2 separate regions of the Mus musculus genome follow, and region 2 is linked to region 1. The links are chromatin contacts, called in public Hi-C maps. All regions are on one chromosome and are shown on one strand. The core of a region is the stretch at or near the end of the contact, and the rest is flanking DNA. Distances in the headings are between cores, read along the strand shown. Region 1 has its middle 19 kb from the start of Ubac1. Region 2 has its middle 11 kb from the start of Egfl7.

The links. A called contact is a pair of places that touch in the nucleus more often than the background predicts.
Region 2: a Hi-C map of cerebellum shows a contact between it and region 1, with 1.7 times the contacts expected there. The contact joins two enhancer-like sites. A contact is called at or near these places in 10 of 484 Hi-C or Micro-C datasets (the G1E-ER4 cell line, the N1E-115 cell line, cerebellum and 3 more).

The regions. Positions count from the first base shown.
Region 1 is chr2:26,038,837-26,042,352 of GRCm38.p6, forward strand. No RefSeq gene overlaps it. Among named protein-coding and RNA genes, the nearest start is that of Ubac1, 19 kb to the left of the region's middle. Within about 2 kb of position 1,340, at least 37 of the 459 cell types and tissues checked have an H3K27ac peak or open chromatin away from gene starts, as enhancers often do. A contact at or near this core is called in cerebellum, where this site is marked.
Region 2 is chr2:26,571,538-26,575,024 of GRCm38.p6, forward strand. No RefSeq gene overlaps it. Among named protein-coding and RNA genes, the nearest start is that of Egfl7, 11 kb to the right of the region's middle. Within about 2 kb of position 2,059, at least 63 of the 459 cell types and tissues checked have an H3K27ac peak or open chromatin away from gene starts, as enhancers often do. A contact at or near this core is called in cerebellum, where this site is marked.

The DNA.
Region 1 (3,516 bases), core at 90-2,589:
CCCTGAAGTTGTCCAGTGGGGTCTACTAGACCATATATATGCTCGAGGTCAGGCCAGCCCTAGCTTCAGGCAGCTCCTGAGTACAGTAAGGGAGTCCCAGGGTTAAGTCTAAGCCACAACACATTTGGAAAGCTAAGACAGCAGTCCCAGAGGTGGGCACTCCATCCCGTCCCTCTGGCAGCCTCCTGTAGGTGAAGGTGGCAGTCTCCCTCAAGGATTCTAGCAGAGATGCCTGCAGGCTCCTGCCTCAGCAGGTGGACTTTTATTACTCAGAGACCAACAAATCATTCTGATGATAATGGGGATGAACAAGCACTTAATTATGAGGCCATGACACAGCAGGATTATTAATCTTAAGAGATGCAGCCCTGTCCAAAGGCCAGGCTTGCCGTTCCCTACCTTCAAGGGAGCCTGGGACCTGGCATTGGCCTCAGTGAAGCAGGCAAAAGAGGGCTGTCTGAGCTCAGAGATGAAGTGGGGGGTGCAGTGTACTGAAACTGGGGGGTCTCTGAGAGTGCCAGGACTGGAAAGGTGTTGGAGGCTCTAACATCGTTATCCCACAAAAGGAGGCCTGGCAATGTAGGTCTAGGCTGACAGAAAGCCAGTGGGACCTGAGTTCTGGGATCTTGAGAGGCAGCATGAAACAGAGCTGACTGAGGTGTGGCCCTAGCAACTCCTCTCATTCACAAGGATGAACTAGGGCCAACACTGGAGCAAACAGGAGCTCGGCATCTTCTCCCAATACTTTCCCCAGTGATGAGAGTCTACCACCCTCACACATGCCTAGAGCCAGGAAGTTTAGACTGAGGAGAGTCCAGGTGTATGGCTGCTCTTCTAGCCTGAGTGAATTCTGGTATCCAGCATCTTTAGGGTTAAAAAGGAGATGTCTCCATGCTGCTGAATGAACTTGTAACTGATCGGCCATCAGATTCATAAGAAGACCTGAGGATAGTCAGGTCTCCAGCCTCGGGTGATTCCCAGAGACAATTTAGAGGATGCCAGTTCCTGCCTGGACATGAGGTACTACATGGGTGACCCATACCCAAGTCTCAGTGGTACTGTATATCCCTAACTAGGGTCCTGAGGGATTTCAAGGTTACCATCTCCCCAGAGCTCCTGGATCACTCCTGAGGTGTCACTGAACCCTGGAATCCCCTGTTTCCTCCGGATCCAGGAGTACCCAGGGGCTGCAGCAAAGGTGGCTGGAGAGAAGCCGATGAGGACACTAAGGGATGACACCTTGGAATACTGCCAGCTCCTGGGGGAGGCCAGCTAACAGCCTGGTGCCAGGCCGGGCAGCTTGTGCGAACCGCCTGCGAAGCAAGCTGGCGGCTGGCGGCGCTTGGCAGGCAGCGTTGGGGGCTGTTTGCAGACTGCCGCCGACAGCTTCGCAGCTGAAATTGCCCTGGGTAAACAGAGGAGTGCATCGTGCCCACAGAAACTAGGAGGGGGCAGGGAACAGGAGATGTAGAGGGCTGTTTTAGGGTGACTGGAGCCTTTTGGGAGGCCCTTAGTATCTACTGGCCCTATCTGGATCTGACTTGGTCTCTGGGTCCTGGATCTAAGACTGGCACCCAGAAACCCAGCTTCCTGTCTCAAGGCTATGAACCAGGAAGGTTGATGGGGCTAAGGTGACCCTTTACCCTCCCTTCTGTGTTTTAGGGGGATTGCTCTCCTGACCATCACACTTTGTCTGGGCTCTCTTTGAGGAACCGCTGGCCTTATAACAGTGACCAGAGGAGACCCATTATCCTGTCCCCCTCAAGGAAGGGACCTGAGTGCTTTGGTTCCCATGTGTCTGGGCTGACATGTATGTACTTTCCTGGGTCTCACCCACTGAATCAGTGTTTCTGACACCCCATGCCCATGCACCCTAAGGCCCAGGGAGCCCATTTTAGGAGCTCTGCAGGAGATGAGGTAGAGAGAGGAGCATAGAACAGAAAAGGAGAGCCCTGAGGCAGGAGGCAATAGAGAGGAACTGGTGGAGGATTCTGTTAGGCAAACCACCCTCCTGGACAGCTCCTACCAGAGACCTAGTCCCACTCCCATCGGGGCTGTCTCAGCTCCAAAGATTGGGTCCCCTAATCTGGCTGCCTACAGGCTGCCCATAAATTAAACTACTTTCAGACAATAGGTAGAATCTTTGGACTCCTGGGGTTTTGGAAGCTGTGCTTCCAGCAGGGTATGGTACTGAAATGATAGTCATCAATGTCGCTGTTATGATTTTTCTGCGGTGTTGGGAATCAAACCCAAGCCTTCACACGTGCCAGGCAAGCGTTCCCTTTATTTAAATGCAGAGAACATGAAATGAAGGTTATGAGGATCACGCCTTGCACATGTGAGCCTTGGCCTGCACAACCTCTCCAAGCGGACCCTAGCTTTGGGCTCAGGCCATCCCATTCCATCCTTGTCCGTCTGATCTCAGCAATCCACGATGCTGCATTCAAGAGAGGCTTCACCTTGACTGGTGCGGCTCCTATCCAGGCCAGAGATATACGTGGCTGCTTTGTTAGTCATGCACAGGGAGGCCACTAACTCTCAGGGCCACCCAGTACCACAGATCTACAGGTCCCAGGCACCTGCCAACCTCTGTGGAGGCCACTGAGTTCCCCAGAAAGAGGTGATAAACATCCACCAGATTGATTATTAATAGCACAAATGCCCGTTACAGGAAGTGTGGTAGGAACGCAGCCGCCTTGTGGGGAGAGCCGATGATTGTCCAGCTAGAGACTGAGGCTCCTCCTTTTCCTGGAGGGACTGAATGATTAGATTTATTGAGGGCATAAGATCGCCCAAGCACTTAGCAGTCTCCTGGTCTGGTGTGAGGGGAAATGGAGGAGAGGCTGAAGTGGGCTGGCCGGTGGGGCAGTGGGAGCAGCTCCAGGAATCCGCCCTTCCCCCACAGGTTGGGCAGGCCTGTGGAGAGGAAGACTGCAGGAGGCCGGCAAGAGAGAGAGAGACCCTGAAGCACTTCTGCACCCTGCTCGGGGAAGATTTCTGATTGTCCCCAAGGCCTAGTGGCCAGGGAGTCCCCCAGGCTCCTCCTAGGCCAGGTACTCCTGTCAGTAGGACTTCCTCTTCTAGTGTGAGCTGCTTAGACAGGTCCTACCTGAGCGGGGAAAGAGAAGCCTCGGGAGGACCCCATGATGTATACCAGGGCAGCACGAGCCGCTCTGACTGGCCTTTGTCTCTGAGCACAGGATGGAGGGAGAAGGAAGAAAAGGGAAGAGGGGAAAGGAGAAGAGAGATTGGGAGAGTGAAGGGTGAGCAAGCTGGCCTTGGGGGTTGGGAGGAGGTCCTCTATCCACTTGGTATGTGGAGCACCTCAGCAGGATGGAATTGTCAGACACCAATATTCACAAATATCCAGACTCTTTAATTTCCATATAACGGCTGTCATACTAAATCTAAATTTAATGTTTGTGTGGAATCCTGAGTTTAAAGTATCCTCGCACGACTATCTGCTTGGTGGCTCTAGTGTAAACACAAATGCAGTAAGCATGGCACTCAGAGTGT
Region 2 (3,487 bases), core at 809-3,308, 530 kb after region 1:
AAGGAGTGCGCACCCGTACCACAACCTAGCCTACCCAGTGCTGTTCCACGTCCACTAGTGGGCGGCTGGGGCCTGGGCTCTTACATCACCTTCAAGTTATCCAAGGGTTGGGAGCTTGCTAGTCAGTGTCACTTTCAGCAGCTTCAGCTCCCTTGGGGACTGCAGAGCTTTGACAGTGAGTGTGGGGCTGGGAGTTTGTGTGCTGAGCTCCCTTCCTAGTTTAGCACGGCCTTCAGAGGCCACAGCTTCTCTAGACCTCCCTCAGTTTTCTCATCTGACAAATGTGGGTAGTTTTGGCTACCACAGTGCAGCCCAAGGCTGAACCGATGTCCATGCATAGAGGGGATCTTTCCAGAGTGGCTGCCAACTGCCCTTTCCTTTCCCTGCTGGGAGTAGGTGTTGGTCCCCTCACAGGCCTCCCCTTTCTCCTGCCCCTGGTAGCATAGGGGACAGACAGGAAGGCGGGCAAAGTAGAGCAGCATTTCCTCTTGGGCCAGGGGGAGCAAGTGCAGGCCCTGATAAGGCACACATGGCCCTCTGCACGTCCGCCTTTTGTCCCAGCCCCACCAGCCTTTCCTGCTCATGTCTGCCAGGGCGGGAGGACTGGGGCCTGCCTGTTTCTCTCTTCCCTTTGCATCTCTCAGCCTGTGGTCCTAGAGAATTTGAATCCCCAGGCACAGCAACTTCTGGGACCAGCACATAGGTGCTGCCCAGGCCCACGGAGAGCATAAGGCCTACACCAGGGCTCTGTGTCCTCCTCTTGGGTGGGGTAGGGTATGGGAGATGGACAGCCCTCTCACTCTCACTTGCCCTGACAACATTAGGAATCCTGGCACTCCTGTGTCTGACTCTACTCCAGGGTCCCTCTGTGGCTTTCTAGCCTGGGGACCCAAAGAGGCATTGGCCTAACAGCAGCCCCTAGGCTGCTCTTTCTGTCTGTCTTCCGTGACACTCCACTCCAGCCCAATGACTGATTGAGGGATTGGCATTCTTGCCCCCATGGTCCTCACAGTACTCAGTGACCAAGCAGTGACCACCTAGAGCCTACCCAGTAACATCAGTGATTACATTGTGATCCCTTTGTGACCATCTAGCCATCATAGTGACCACCCAATGACAATCTAGTTGCCAGTAGTGACCACTCAGTGGGTACTGAGTTGTCAGAAGGGCCTCAGAATAGCTTCACAATAATTACTGACTGCCTATGACCACACCAACTACAGTGGCCATACTGTGGACGTCAGTGACACAGTGGCCACAAGGAACACATAGTGAACTCACAGACCCCATGCAGTGACCAGTAACTACAGTGGCCATACATGAGATGGGTTACTGTGTTCAATGGGAGGTTACTAGGGGTCATTACGTGGTCATTGTAGTCGTGGTCTTTGCATGATTGCTATGACTGCTGGTGATTACTATGGTCACTTGGCAGTCACTGTGTTGTTGAAATTCTGTGATCACTGTGACCATTGGATGATCATTGTGTGGTCACTGCATAGTTGATCATTTCGTGATCATTGGAGGGTGGTGGTCACTCTGTGGTCATTGGTGGCTCCTGTGTTGACTTTTGTGGTTATTGTGGTCACTTGGCAGTTACTGTGTGGCCACTGTATAGTCAGGGTGGTCACTTGGTGGTCATTATGTGGTCTCACCTGGTCTTTGGGTGGTAATGGGATCACCAATATAGGTCATGATCACTACCCAGTCATTATGTGCTCACTACATGCTCAATGGACTGTGTGGTCACTCATTGAGTGGTCACTGTGGTGACAACATGGTCACTGTCAGTATGTGGTCACTATGGCTATGGAGATTATCATGTGATCACTACACAGTCCTTGCAGTCACTATGTAGTCACTGTATGACGTATGATTGCTGCACGGCCATCATGCGGTCACTACGTGACTGGTTGCTGAGTGACCACTTTGGCAACTGCAGCCACTGTGAGGGATCTACTCTCAGGCTCTGCGTGAGCGAGGTCACAGAACTGTCTCCCCTGCCTGGCCAACTCTGCTGGTGTGAGTGACGGGCTTTCTCTCTTCTGGGCAATGCTCCAATGCAAGTGTGGGTCCTCCCCCATCTGTCGTGCATGGACCGTTGGGCTGACAGCTGCTCTGGCCGCTCTTATAGTTCTGCAGTGAACACGGGAGGGTGGATGTCCCTTCCAACTCTGACCTCGTGTTCTTTCCCACACCCTTTAAGGGGGCTGCTGACCTCACAGTGCTTCTCCTATGATGTCTAGAGGAGCCCACACTCCTTCCAGGATGCTTTTACCATCTTTAAGTGCCTTTTAGCTGAATAAATGTACTCACAATGTGATTGAATAGTCACTCGTTCCAAAACCTTGTCTTCCTTCAAGCTGACATTTCCCCCCATGACTACTGTGACGACTGAGAAGCTATTTATGTTTCCTACACTGGACACTCCAGGTACATGTGTGTGCCCTACATCACTGGCTTCCTCCCCTGGGTGTTTCCTGGGCAATTCTCCCATATTATAGCATAAACCAGAACTCCGTTTCTTTCTCTCCCTCTCTCTCCCTTTCTCTCCCTCTCTCTCCCTCTCTCCTTCTCTCTCTCCCTCCCTCTCCCTCTCTCCCTCTTTCCCTCCCTCCCTCTCTCTCTCCCCACTCCCCCCCCCCTCGGAGTTGAAGCCAGAGCCCCGTGCATGCTCTACAAGCCGTGCTCTGACCACCCACCCAGCTTGAACTAACGTTCTTTGTTCTGATTCTGCTACACACTGCTTATCACCCAAACGTGGTGCTCTCCTCCCCGATATTGTAAATCCTAATCCAGACCATGTAAAATTCACTTCCAATCTTTTTGGAGGCTACCTGGGAGCAGAGTTGCTGGAAGGTCTGGTAATTTTTAGAAATTGGAGTTGTTTTATTCTTGTTGAGACAGGGTGTCTGTCATGAGTCCTTTGAACTTCCTCATCCTCCTGCCTCCTCCCAAACACTGGCATTTCAAATATGTTGCTCCGCAGTGCCAGAGTTGGAAGCCAGGGCTTCATGCTCACTAGGCAAGCAGTCTACCAACCGAGTCACATCCCTAACCACAAGACTCTTCCTTTTCATACGTGGTTTTGGAGAATAGTGGCCCCTCAACCCACAGGGTCCCACTGAGAAGGAAAAGGGACCAAGCAGGGACTCTCTCATGGCATGCGACATCTCAAAGGTGATGAAGAGCCCTTGTTTTTGGACAGCTCCAGGGTCATGGAGATCCAGGGAACAGTGGAGACTTTTCAGGGGTTTCCTTAGGACTGTGTGGGGCATGGGGTGCTTCTGTGGAACAGAAAAATGTCTCACAATAGGTCCATGGTGGTGGATTCCCCAAGCCCAACAGGCCAGGGCTGGAACCTGCTGCTTGCTGCTCTTGGGTGAGAGAACTCCATGGCAGCCAGGGCTACTAGAGAAAGCCCTGAAGTGGATATACATCATCACACTTGTCCAAACCCCAACAATGCTCAGCCCCTAATCAATCT